Linked DNA regions of Gossypium hirsutum: region 2 is linked to region 1. The links are chromatin contacts, called in public Hi-C maps. All regions are on one chromosome and are shown on one strand. The core of a region is the stretch at or near the end of the contact, and the rest is flanking DNA. Distances in the headings are between cores, read along the strand shown.

Region 1 (5,559 bases), core at 691-3,190:
TTTTTTTAATCTTTGTTCCAATCAGTAATTATTGGGAAACTTCTGACAGGGTGTTGACCATGGGGTGCTAGCACCCCTTGCACTGTTCCTTTCAAGCCATTCTCATAAATGTTTTTGAACTTAAGTTATTCTTGTAAATATTTAATTGTTTTGGGTTAGTTTGGTAAAATAGCCGCCAATTGTCAATATGCCATAATGTTCTATTAATGTTGAGGTTAAAATCTTTGTTGTGTTGATAGAGCTTGATCTTTAATATCTACAATGAGTATGGTTAATATTTTTCTAAATTATATAATTTTATTTATTAAATAAATTAATAAATTTCCCTTTGAAAAAATTATTTACATACATAAGGTGATAGTGCTTTGAATGTGAATGTTAAGGACAACCGAGTCTTATTTGAGCTATTTAAATAAATATAAAGTACAATTTAAAGAACGTTTATTTGAGGTGAAATAAATATAAAAGAATAATAGCACGAGGTTTAAGTGAAATTTTGAACAGATGGAACCGCCCCGGCCCTTTGCACTTGAGAGTACTTCTTTCAAGCCAATGATGGGGTTATTTTGAACCGTACACGGTCCGAAAAAGCATCATGTAAATTTATGTCTCTAAAATTTACTAGATTATTGTAGAAAATGAATCATAAAACAACGATGTCGTTTTCTGTTAGATGATTAAAGGGGTGGCAATTTGTTACACTGCACCCACGTCAGCGTATCGTTTGCGGTGGTTCCACTAATCGTCCACGTTGGACACCTCGAAGACACAGCATCACGCTTCTCTAATGGTCGTGATGTCCACACGCTAGACCCACACCTCTATAATGGACTGTATCTTTATCTAAACACTTTTTAATGAAGTTACTAAAAACAATTATTATTTGTATTTATTAGTGTAGTTGTTAGCTCACCCTCCGCTATTATTTGTTGGTTTAAATTATAGGATAAAAGAATAAACACATTTATACATTTTGTATATTTGAAATTTAATTTTTCTATTTTTATCTTTAAGAATTTAATTCACCTACTTTTAGATATAAAAATTTAGGTTCAGTTGTTATCATCAGTAAAATTTTTAAATTAATTATGTGATGTAAAAACTTGAAATAAAAAAAAATCCTTGGTAGTTATGTTGTAAATACTTGCTAAGAATTTTTTTTTAAAAACATCAATTTGATAAAATATTTTTTCAATTGAAATAGTGCTTTTCAAGAAAATTTGATGTCATCATTTTGATTGATATGTTAACAATATTAACTATTTAAATAAACTAATGCCATTATAAAAAGTATAGATTAAATCTCAAGTTTGAGTATAGTTTAACGGCCAAATTGAAATTTGACCATTGTCTTATAATATTTAAAAAGCAACACAAATTTTAAAAAAGATGAAAAACCTTGTGTGAGAAGCATTTAAGATATTCAAATTATATATAATCATGTAATATTGTAATAGGAAAACATTATAAAATTTATCAAATTATATATAACTATGTTGGGAATAGGATTCAGATACTAGGGTGGGTTTGGATGGGCAATTGGGTGGGGTGCGGTGCGTTTAATTTGCTTTTTATCTCACGCTACAGTATCGTTACAGTGTCTAATCTCACCGCTACTGCTGTTTTTACACTAACCACAAATAAATGCACCACTCATCTAAATCCACCCTTAATAAAAATGATGAAGGGTGGATTTATGAATAAATATCCTTATTTTGTGTTTATATGATTATGATTATATTCAATGTCTACTTTTTCCCTAAGCTCCCTCCTTCTGTCTTCTTACTTCTTTAAATAATAATGATGAAAAAATAAAACAAATAAATATCAACACGTAACAGAAATCACAATATCGGAACAAAATCGTATTGTGAAACAAAACTTTACAGCGACGGAAGGATCCCACTAGATTCGCAACTGAACCACGCCTATTAGTGAGCGCGTGGTCTTCTGCTACTATCAAACATTTCACTTTCTTAATCAGTCAGCTTTCATTAATCATCATCCACCATACAAATCCTTCTCCTTCAACATCATTACTTAAATCTCACCTTTCCATTCGTTCTTTTTTTTTTTTACTTTCGATCTCCCCCTCTTTGTTTTCCCTTCAGCTTTTCACCTACCATTCAGCAAATAATATGTTTGATTTTGGGGATGAACTAACCATCGAAGGCTACAGAATTCCATGGCTAATTTGGATCCAAATACTCGTACTCTTCCTTCTAATACTTCTTCTCTATTGCTTCAGCAGCCCCTTCGCTTTGGATCTCTCCGATGGCTCCTCCTCCGCTTCCGCTTCCCTTTCCTCCCAATCCCACTTGGATAAAATGCCTGCTCTTCATCATACTTCAACGCTTGTCTCCGCTCGTTTCCAGGTATAATCCCAACTCTTCTTTTCCTTTTATTCAATTGGGTCTGAGTCCTTTGGCTTATTTTGCTTCGTATTTGGATCTCTGGTTTATGTATCGTGTTTGGATTTGGTTGAGATTCTTTTGAGTTTAGGTTTCTTGTGGAATTAAATTTCGACGAGTTTAAATTCGAGTATTTCTGACGGATTTTTGAGTTGGGAATTCATTTGATTAGTTCAACCCAAAACACACAAGTCCAAATCAAAAGAAACGTTAGAAACTAGAACATAACAGCTAGAAATGGTACACAAACTGGAAATTCTTGGTGCTTCAATAATTTGGATATACAGTGGATTTGGGGAAATTATGTGAATGGTATTGGCTTTGGGCCCCCTTTATCTGTTTTTTTGTTAGCAAAACTATGAAATCGCATCCCAAACGCAACCGTAAAGCGTTTCCATTAGTTACTTTTAACACAAAGTTGTGCCACAAAAATCCAATCCACCAATGGAAGGAAAATGAATTTCTTTTCCAACTTTATGCTTTCTTTCAAGGCTTAGTTTAATAAATTTTTACATATTTAATTGTTTATAACATTTTGTGACTTTATTAAGTCTAATAACTATACTATAGTTTTCTCTTTCTTTCTTTTTTCAGAAAAAGAAAAATTTTAAACAACAATTTCTATTTTATGGGGAGATGGCAATAGAATCTGGATGGATGGATGGGCACGTATATTACCTTATTAATTTTCGTTTAAAATCTATAATCTGTTAATATTTTTACTAATTATTTTTAAAATTATTATAATTTAGTCATCAACACTGTTAGGGTATATATTGAAAATATAAAAATGGAGCGGAGTGTAGACTGTGAAATCCGTGAAGTAGGATTTTGTTCACTCCCCAACCCTGCTTGTCCGCACAACATAATTGCTGTGCCTGCTGTTTTTAATGAAGTTAATTGAGTAGCACTTGGATTTTTCCTTTTTTTATAAAGAATAGTTGCTTCATTAAATGAACTTAATTGCATTTTCTGCTGTTTTGTTAGGCTAGTTGCGTAGTTTACTACTTATTTTGGTATTTTCTAAGCTTAACTGCCTAATTAGTTTTGGTCTATCTTCTACACTATCAACTACTCACTAAAGCTTTCCCAAACCCTACTTTACTTTCTTTTTCAAGTAATAAATGCTTTATTATGTTTTGTTAACCGAAATTAAGTATTATACGTTGTTGTTATGATTTGCTCCGTATATTCACATGTAATCAATGAAACAATAGGGACTAAATTGAAAATTGTACAAAATTTTAAGTGTGAAACAATTTAATATGCGAATAAGGATATTATGATAAAAGTTTAATGAATGTGTTATGAGATAATGAAATATGCATAAAATATTATAAAAGTGAAATTGTTGAAAAATATGGAATTTTTATGATGACAAGGACTAAATTGTTAAACTTGGGAAAATATGTGGATGAAATAATAGAAATAAAATGCATAGAAATTTGATATGTGAAACAAGATATTGATATAAATTATGTGATTAAAGTGTAACAAGAAAGAAAATTGATTTAATATGATTAATTAGTGAATATTGAACTTTTATGACAAAAAAGGATTAAATTGAAAAGTTATGAAAGCTTATAAGAAAATATTTGATAAGTAAAGAATGTAGTAGAGAATGTAACATCTTGGTGCTTTGATCGGGTCGGGTATGAGGGTGTTACAATGAATAAAGCTTTATCAGTTTGAAAAATGTCTTACAAAAAAAAATTTTGGTAAGACATTTTACGGGAATAAAGGGATAATTTAACGTAGAATGAAAAATATTTTATGTTAACCATCTTATTTTACATGAAACAAAAATAGAAAAGGCTGAAAAATGAGAAAAAAGCTGAAAATATTTTCATAAAATTTTTACGTTTCAAAGGAGCCTAATTTTTTGTAAACTTCAAAATGCATTTTAACTATAATATTTCTATACCCTTATTAACATCTCTATATGTTAGAAAGTCAATGAAACTTTGGCAAAGGCAGAGGCTTAATATTTTGAATACTTAGATTTGAGGGACCCCTTAAAATGGAAATTTTATTTTTTAGCCCCTTAATAGTTTATAAAATTTCAAATTAGTATTAGTAAAATTGTACTTTGATCCCTCTAAAAATGAGAAAAATTTGATGTAAATTTTTAAAAATTATAAAGATATAAGTTATTAAAATGGTGAAATTGCATTTTTGTTATTGCAAAAATACATAACTTAATTCCACCATAGTAAATGCCAAGTGTGGGTTCTCTCACAAATTATTCTATGCTTAAATCTCATCATGTGTAGGTTTATCTAAATATATTTTAATTTTCAATCCATTATGTTGAGTTGATTTTAGTTATACTTTATTAGATATATATGATTTATAATAATATATTCAAGAATGATGGAATCAAATTGGATCGATTGGTTGGATCAACTAGATCAGAAACTGGTAGTTATATTTGTTTAGAGAAAGGTTGATATGCAAATTATACAAATCAATTAAAATGAGTCAAAAACCAATTGAAACGGGTTTTAAATATTTAAATATTTTTTAATTTTTTAATTAATTAAATCGAATTAACCAACCGAATTGAGAATTGGTGGCCTGCCGACCAAAACATATATTTTAATTAAACTCATTAGTGTTTTCAGTTAAGTTGTCGTGACGTACCATCTGAAATTTGTTTTTTAGTAGTTGTTTCCAACACATATACAGAGTTGTACAGGTATCATCCTCTTGATATATGAAATAATTTAATTTCCAATCCAGATAACATAGAGAAATCATCCTAAAATTGATCTGTATTCATTTTACATCCATATCATAACTATTAGTAGTGGAAGCTAAATCATGTGTTTAGTAGACTTTTCAAGGGCAGGTCTTTTTGGTTTGACTTGAATTAAAATTTTATCAATAAAATCAAATATTTTATTTAAGTTCAGAGTATAAACAAGTATTTTGGGAGTGACATAATCAGGTGGTGGCAGGTTGGAGAAGAAGAGCAGAGTATAAAGGGTGAAATAGGCCCAGAAAGAAGCAAAGGAATAATAGGAGGAGCAGAAGATAGTGTAGAAATGGAGGAATGTGGAACCAAAGAAACTGGACATCAAAATTGTTATCATCCATGTCACTATCTTAGCCTTGCTAAGCTTGCATTTCTCAAGTGTTTGGGTCT
Region 2 (6,062 bases), core at 3,302-5,801, 210 kb after region 1:
TAGAGAGTCCTTGGAGGACTATATCTCTAGTCGACATGAGCAACAAAGAAGGGTTCAAGACACAGATACTTTACAAGAAATAAAAAATCAAAGCAACATAAGAAGTGCCTTCATATAAACAAATAAAGAATGTAGTTTAGTTTTAAAAAAAGAAATAGCTTACTTTCTGATAGCTTATTCAATAAGCTACGTAATCTTCAAGTACATGTGAACATAGCAAAAGATAGGTAGACCCTGTGAACTTGACCTCAAGTATAAATAATCTAAGTTTGAAGTCAAGCCTGGGAATCAAGCTTGTTTTTACTAGGTAAACGAGCTTAAGCTAGTCAGCTCGAGCAGCTTGAACTGCATCAAGCTTGAGCTGAGTTTTGAACTTCAAATTTTGAGTTGAGCTCAAACTTCTAACAGCTTGAGTTTGGCTGAGCTTGCTTACACCCCTAATTGAGAAAATGCTCCAATAAATTTTGTTTAAAAAAGTTTTGAAGGGGCAGGATGAGAGAGTTCCTTTCCAAGTAATTGGTAGTTAATAATTTTCAAATACCAAATTCATACTTTATTTTCTTTAGCACACTAATCTGAAGGTGAAACATAAATATAACTACACAATATAAAGGCAAAACATCAATGGCTAGTCTAAAAGTACAAGCATTTATATAGTTTGAAATGTTAGATACAGAAACAACTTATGTTGGAACAACTTTTTATTTTTCTTGAAAGTATTCATGTTCAATATCCATGACCAACGTATATTCAAACATAGATATGGAGATATTCCCCTCAAAGGACCCTCCAAGTACATGGAGAAATTTAAGAAATAACTGAACACACCATATCGAAAACATATCCATATCCAACAATCACACCCAACTCCAACTATAACATATGAAACAACTAAAAGATGTTATAGCTCAAAAGTAACAATAACTGCCAGTGTTTTGACAAACAAACCTGATTTTACTGGTGCAGAGAATCCAAGATTACCACCTACTAACCCACCACCCATATAAACACCCTGCAATAAAAGATTTTACTGCTTAAAATGGCATTAAACATTTTTAAAATGAAAAAGAAAAGAATTTATATTAGAATCATTCAAAACCTGTTGCTTCATTTGTACAAGCTCCTGCTCCAATTGAATCAACTTTAGACGACTATTTTCTAACTGTTGAACATAAGCCTGAAATGCAATGCTATGAAATTAATTAAAACAATGCACATGCTGTCTTCTGGGTTATCTGTTGCAATTCATGACCATATTTTATCTTACCTTTTTCCGTAATCGGCTTTTACGAGCAGCCTCACGGTTTTGCGCAAGCCGTCTCTGTATCTATAGATATTAACAGTAAAATCCACAAACATATTAGACCCTTAATTTAAGGTAAACAAATGATCAACCAAAAAAAGAAATTAGACACATAGGCTCATAGCAGCTAAATAAACTGATTTGGAAAGAAAATATGAAAATTGTTTCGAACAGAACTATATCAGAATAAGATTATATGATTTCTGTAATTATGGACAAAAATAATGGTGTGCACGCATGCTTTTCCTTCCTTACGTTAAACCAATTATTTTCACTGTTCCTAAATCAATTTATCTCATTAATTTTCATGATTTTAGCAGGAAAGATGAGATTAATTGCTCCAAAAGATGTTGATCCTTCTGCAGTCTGCTCAAGTGAAATTAGAATCTCTAGTGCTACTATATTGAAGGATTTTAGTCACTAAATGACGATCACTAATCTGGGCTTAATCCAACGATGTTAGTTAGACTTGGGTGAGAGTGTCAGAAAAGGGTTTATGTCCAAGACGAATATGTTCAATCTATCCCATAGCTATGTCCAGATAATGCATCAAACATGAATACTTCAAGGAAAATAAAAGTAAAGCAACATAGTTTCAACATCATACAGCAGATCCAGGACAATATTTGCATCCATTAAACCAAGAAAAGAAATATAAAATCAGCACTATGTACAATTCAAACTTACCTTATCAATGCGTTTAGTTGCCTCTTGCTCATACTTGTTAGAAGGTGCAAGCATTTCATGGGAAGCAGTTTCAGACTGGAAAAAATTCAAATAATAAAGGTTAAATAGCACCAAAATCAGATAAACATTTTTTTTAACAACTAAGCGAAGAAATAATAAATCTGAAATTCACACCTCGTTTGATATTTTGTTATCCATTTCAGCAATCACTGATACAGATGCATGCAGATTGCTATTAGCATTAAAACTTTCTCCCCACATGCCAATCTGTTGGATAGGGTCATAGATATCCATCCGTCTTGAAGGAACAAACTGAGATTCCATGCTTCTTGAATCGAAAATGGAGGCAGCTTTTGCATAAGTTGAACTGGAAAAAGGAGTCTGAAAGGAACAACACATGGATATGTATGAGCTTTATTACTCCATGAGTATGAAGAACAGGTATAATAGCAAACATTTGGGAAGCAACAGAGAACATGATCATAAAATTTAATCAATAAGCCTTTCACAATACTAAAATTGTCAAAGATGCAACACAAATGAAAGGAATCAGTGGAAAACTTTTATATATTGATTTGTTAGGCAATCAAATCAGCCTCAGTGACCTCTCAAATCCACCATGAAAGTTTAGAAAAAGAACTAAAGAAACCAATAACAGTGAACTTGTTCTACCATGGAACTCGAACAAACATGGAATTAAAGAATTTTGATCTGCTAACTACCAAAAAGAAGAAAGAACTGTTTAAATCTAAAAAATTGATCTTACAGTTTCAACGTCAGAAGAATCATTTAAAAGCTCCTATAACGCTTCAACAATCATCAACCTTGCAACTCTTGAAGCAACTAATCTTATTACCTTGTAACTATTTCCTGTCTGCAATAGTGCATCCACATATATAGGTTATTTTTGTTCTTCTTTCTCTTTTCTCCCTTTGACTTAACTATTGCTATTCAAAAGCTATGGTACCCAGCTTTAGAGATAAATGTTGAATACGGGTAAGCATACAATATGAGTATAGGTAATGTCTAAATAAGTGCCGGATATGAGTAGTTTGGAGAAAATGAGGAGTATGAGCCTGAGAAACACAATTCAGAAGTAAAGTTCCCATTCGCTAGTAGCTGCTGAAAAAGTAACTTGATAATAACCATTCAAGTTACTTGACACTGTGAAACTGCAGTTAGCCCCTTCCATATGAACACTATAGAAGCTTAGCTATTAAGGATGATAAATCTATGGTGACATCGGCGTCGACAAGGAATGAATAGTGAAAAAACAATGAACAATGATATTCCCTCTTTAACTTTCCAAGCTCATAGAGTTTATAGTTCCATAGAAGGGAAACCAATGAATCACAATCAACTTCAATTTAGTGGTTTCAAAGAAAATATGGTTTATTTGTATCCAAGTGTATGAAAAAGATTGAAAACCCAATCATGACATCCTTATTTTCATATCATTATCCTCCATCCAACTCAGTCGTATGCTGTCAACTCTTGCCATTGTTGGAGGTCACTGTTGAACTTAACTCTTATTTTCGTGGTGGACCTATTGTTGCTCGGACCTGGATATGAGTATTTGATACGAGTATGCGTTTCAATAATTTTTTTCTTCAAAATTTTCATATATTTAGAGGATTCTTTAAAGATCAATCCTTAATCAAACATTAGTCAAATAAGGGTATTGGACACAAATACTTAAAAAAAAAAAAAAGAACACGATCAACATAGGCTATTCCTACTACAGTAGCAAGATATTCCTCCATATGATCTTTCCTAATAGGAACAAAGAGCTTCTTCTGCTATAGATGAAGTTAAGATAAACCAAAAGGATAAAGCTATGCATATGAATCTGGATGAAAATGATTTGAAAAATCTAATTGAGACATTCAATAACAACAAATAAAAGAAGATCAAAGTCTCAAATAACTATGATAATAATCACAATCAATACTTATTCAATCTGTTTTCCCCTCTGAATGAAATTCAAACCAATTCAAAATTAATAAAAGGAAAAAAGAGGGCTACCCAATAACATGGTTCAACTGAAAATCCATTTTCTGAGCTCCAAAACAGAAAAATTTTCCAGTACTTTATTAATCCATCTTGCGAGAAAAACAACAGAAGATAACTCAAATTACAAAAACTACAAAAAAAATATAGAGATATAGGTATAGAAAGGAAGAAGCTTTGTTTTAATTCAAATAAGTTGGTATGCTTTGCATTTTTCCCAGCTTTCCCGGAAACCAAACAATTAAAAAGACAAAAAACAAACCAACCTTTTGTTAAAAGAGTCGTTAGAACAAGTTTCCCGCTAAAACTTGAGGTCCAAAAACAGCAAAAAAGAAAACAAATTCCTTTCAAAAACCAATAAGCAAATAGCTTCTTCTTCTTCTCTGCGAAACCCCTAAGCTTCTGTCGTATAATGCCCCAACACCAATCCTTCTGGGAACCCCAATCGCCCTTCACACTGATCGCATCTTTTCCCCTTTATTTTATTTTATTTTATTTTATTACTACAATCAGGATAATAACGTAATGCGAGCTGAAGAAACTCGACCTTCACTTAAAATTTTAATATTCAAAAAATATATTTTTTAAAATTGGATTTGATCTTTCACACAATCTTCATCTTTTTACACTGATTATTCGTATTCAAAAATTAAAAATTATTTATTGAATTTAACTTAATAATTTAAAGTCCTTAAATAAAAAAATAAAAAAATGGAACAATTCCACGTTTTTGCACTACAACATTTAACTTTTTTATATTCTGTGGTTACTATTAGTATTTTTTAAATGATTACTTGTTAGATTTGTCTTCGTAATATCGTAATCCACAGTGAGTTGAACAGCACATTACCCATTAGCCATTATTTTAGAGGTTTTCAGAAAAATACAAAATGTTTTTTTTATTTTTATTTAAAAAATGGTCATCTTTCCACTAGCTCTGTTTATTATATACCCGACTCAACTTTCTTCCTTTAATCCACGCGCATTCCTTTCTTGCGTGTTCCTCACGTCAGTTTCCGGCGTAAAATTTTGTCCCTTCTCCTGTTTCTTCCCTTCCACTTCACGCTCTTAACCAGCGCTTGAATCTCACTCTCTTTTTCAAAAAATATTATTTAGTATAATTAGAGGTTTGGTGAACCTAATTAATCATTAAATGGTGACCCTTCCTTACATTCTTGCTCTAATTGCCCCACCCCTTCACGTCTTCTTAGAGACAATGCTGATCTCAACACTTCAAACCTGTCTCACTCTCTCTCTCTCTCTGCGTATGCTATTCCTCTAACCAAAACCTAAACCTATACCTCTACATCCTTATTTCATATAAACTTTTTTAGAACTCCTGTTTTATGAAAGTCAATTCTTACTTTTTAATATGTTGAATTTTAATTTTTGTACTTTTTATATATTGAAATTTTAGTCCTCATCTATACAGTTGTAAAATTAATCTATTTTCTCTGATTGGATCATTTTAAGTCTCTATTATATTTTTAAATTATAAAATTTTAATATTGACGCAAATAATAGTTGTTGATTCATTAATTAATTCATTAGTGAGTAACATGTAAAAATAACAAGTTAATATGACATTACACATATGATAGCATGTTTAACGTATTGACTTTTGGAAATAACAGAACTTATCTTAATGAATTTAACAATTATTGTTTGATGAGACTAAAATTTTAGAATTTAAAAAATACATAAACTAAAAATGAACCAATTAAAATGCTAGAACTAAATTAACAGCTTCACAAAACACAAAAACCAACAGCATACATATTTTTATCCATTTTCCATAATTTCACTAACTTAAATAATAATATAATATAAATAACAAAATAATTAAAATGAGACTTGACAATATTTTAAATTGACTTATGATATTTTTTTTATAATTATGGATAAACTTCTTCTTGAGAAAAAAAATAAAAAAAGAGGCAACTTAGGGTGAAATAATTAGTTGAAGTTAGGGAATAGGATAGAGAAATTCAGAATCTATACCGTTTTGATAAGCAAAGTTTGTTAATTATACAAGTTGGCTTAAGGAATTAAATCCACATCT

What was found. Hi-C and Micro-C count contacts between places; a contact is called where the count stands out from the background.
Region 2: a contact with region 1 is called in a Hi-C map of leaf, with 3 times the contacts expected there. The contact joins the promoter of LOC107914381 here to the promoter of LOC107914373 in region 1. A contact is called at or near these places in 6 of 34 Hi-C or Micro-C datasets (hypocotyl, leaf and seedling).

The regions. Positions count from the first base shown.
Region 1 is chrD10:14,479,524-14,485,082 of Gossypium_hirsutum_v2.1, forward strand. LOC107914373 reads left to right here and starts at 1,941. Exons shown (of 2, transcript XM_016843276.2): 1 at 1,941-2,375; 2 at 5,372-5,559. The coding sequence starts at 2,139.
Region 2 is chrD10:14,686,810-14,692,871 of Gossypium_hirsutum_v2.1, forward strand. LOC107914381 (transcription factor TGA4) reads right to left here and starts at 4,552. Exons shown (of 10, transcript XR_001688804.2): 1 at 4,267-4,552; 2 at 2,165-2,371; 3 at 1,991-2,065; 4 at 1,268-1,327; 5 at 1,100-1,177; 6 at 949-1,012.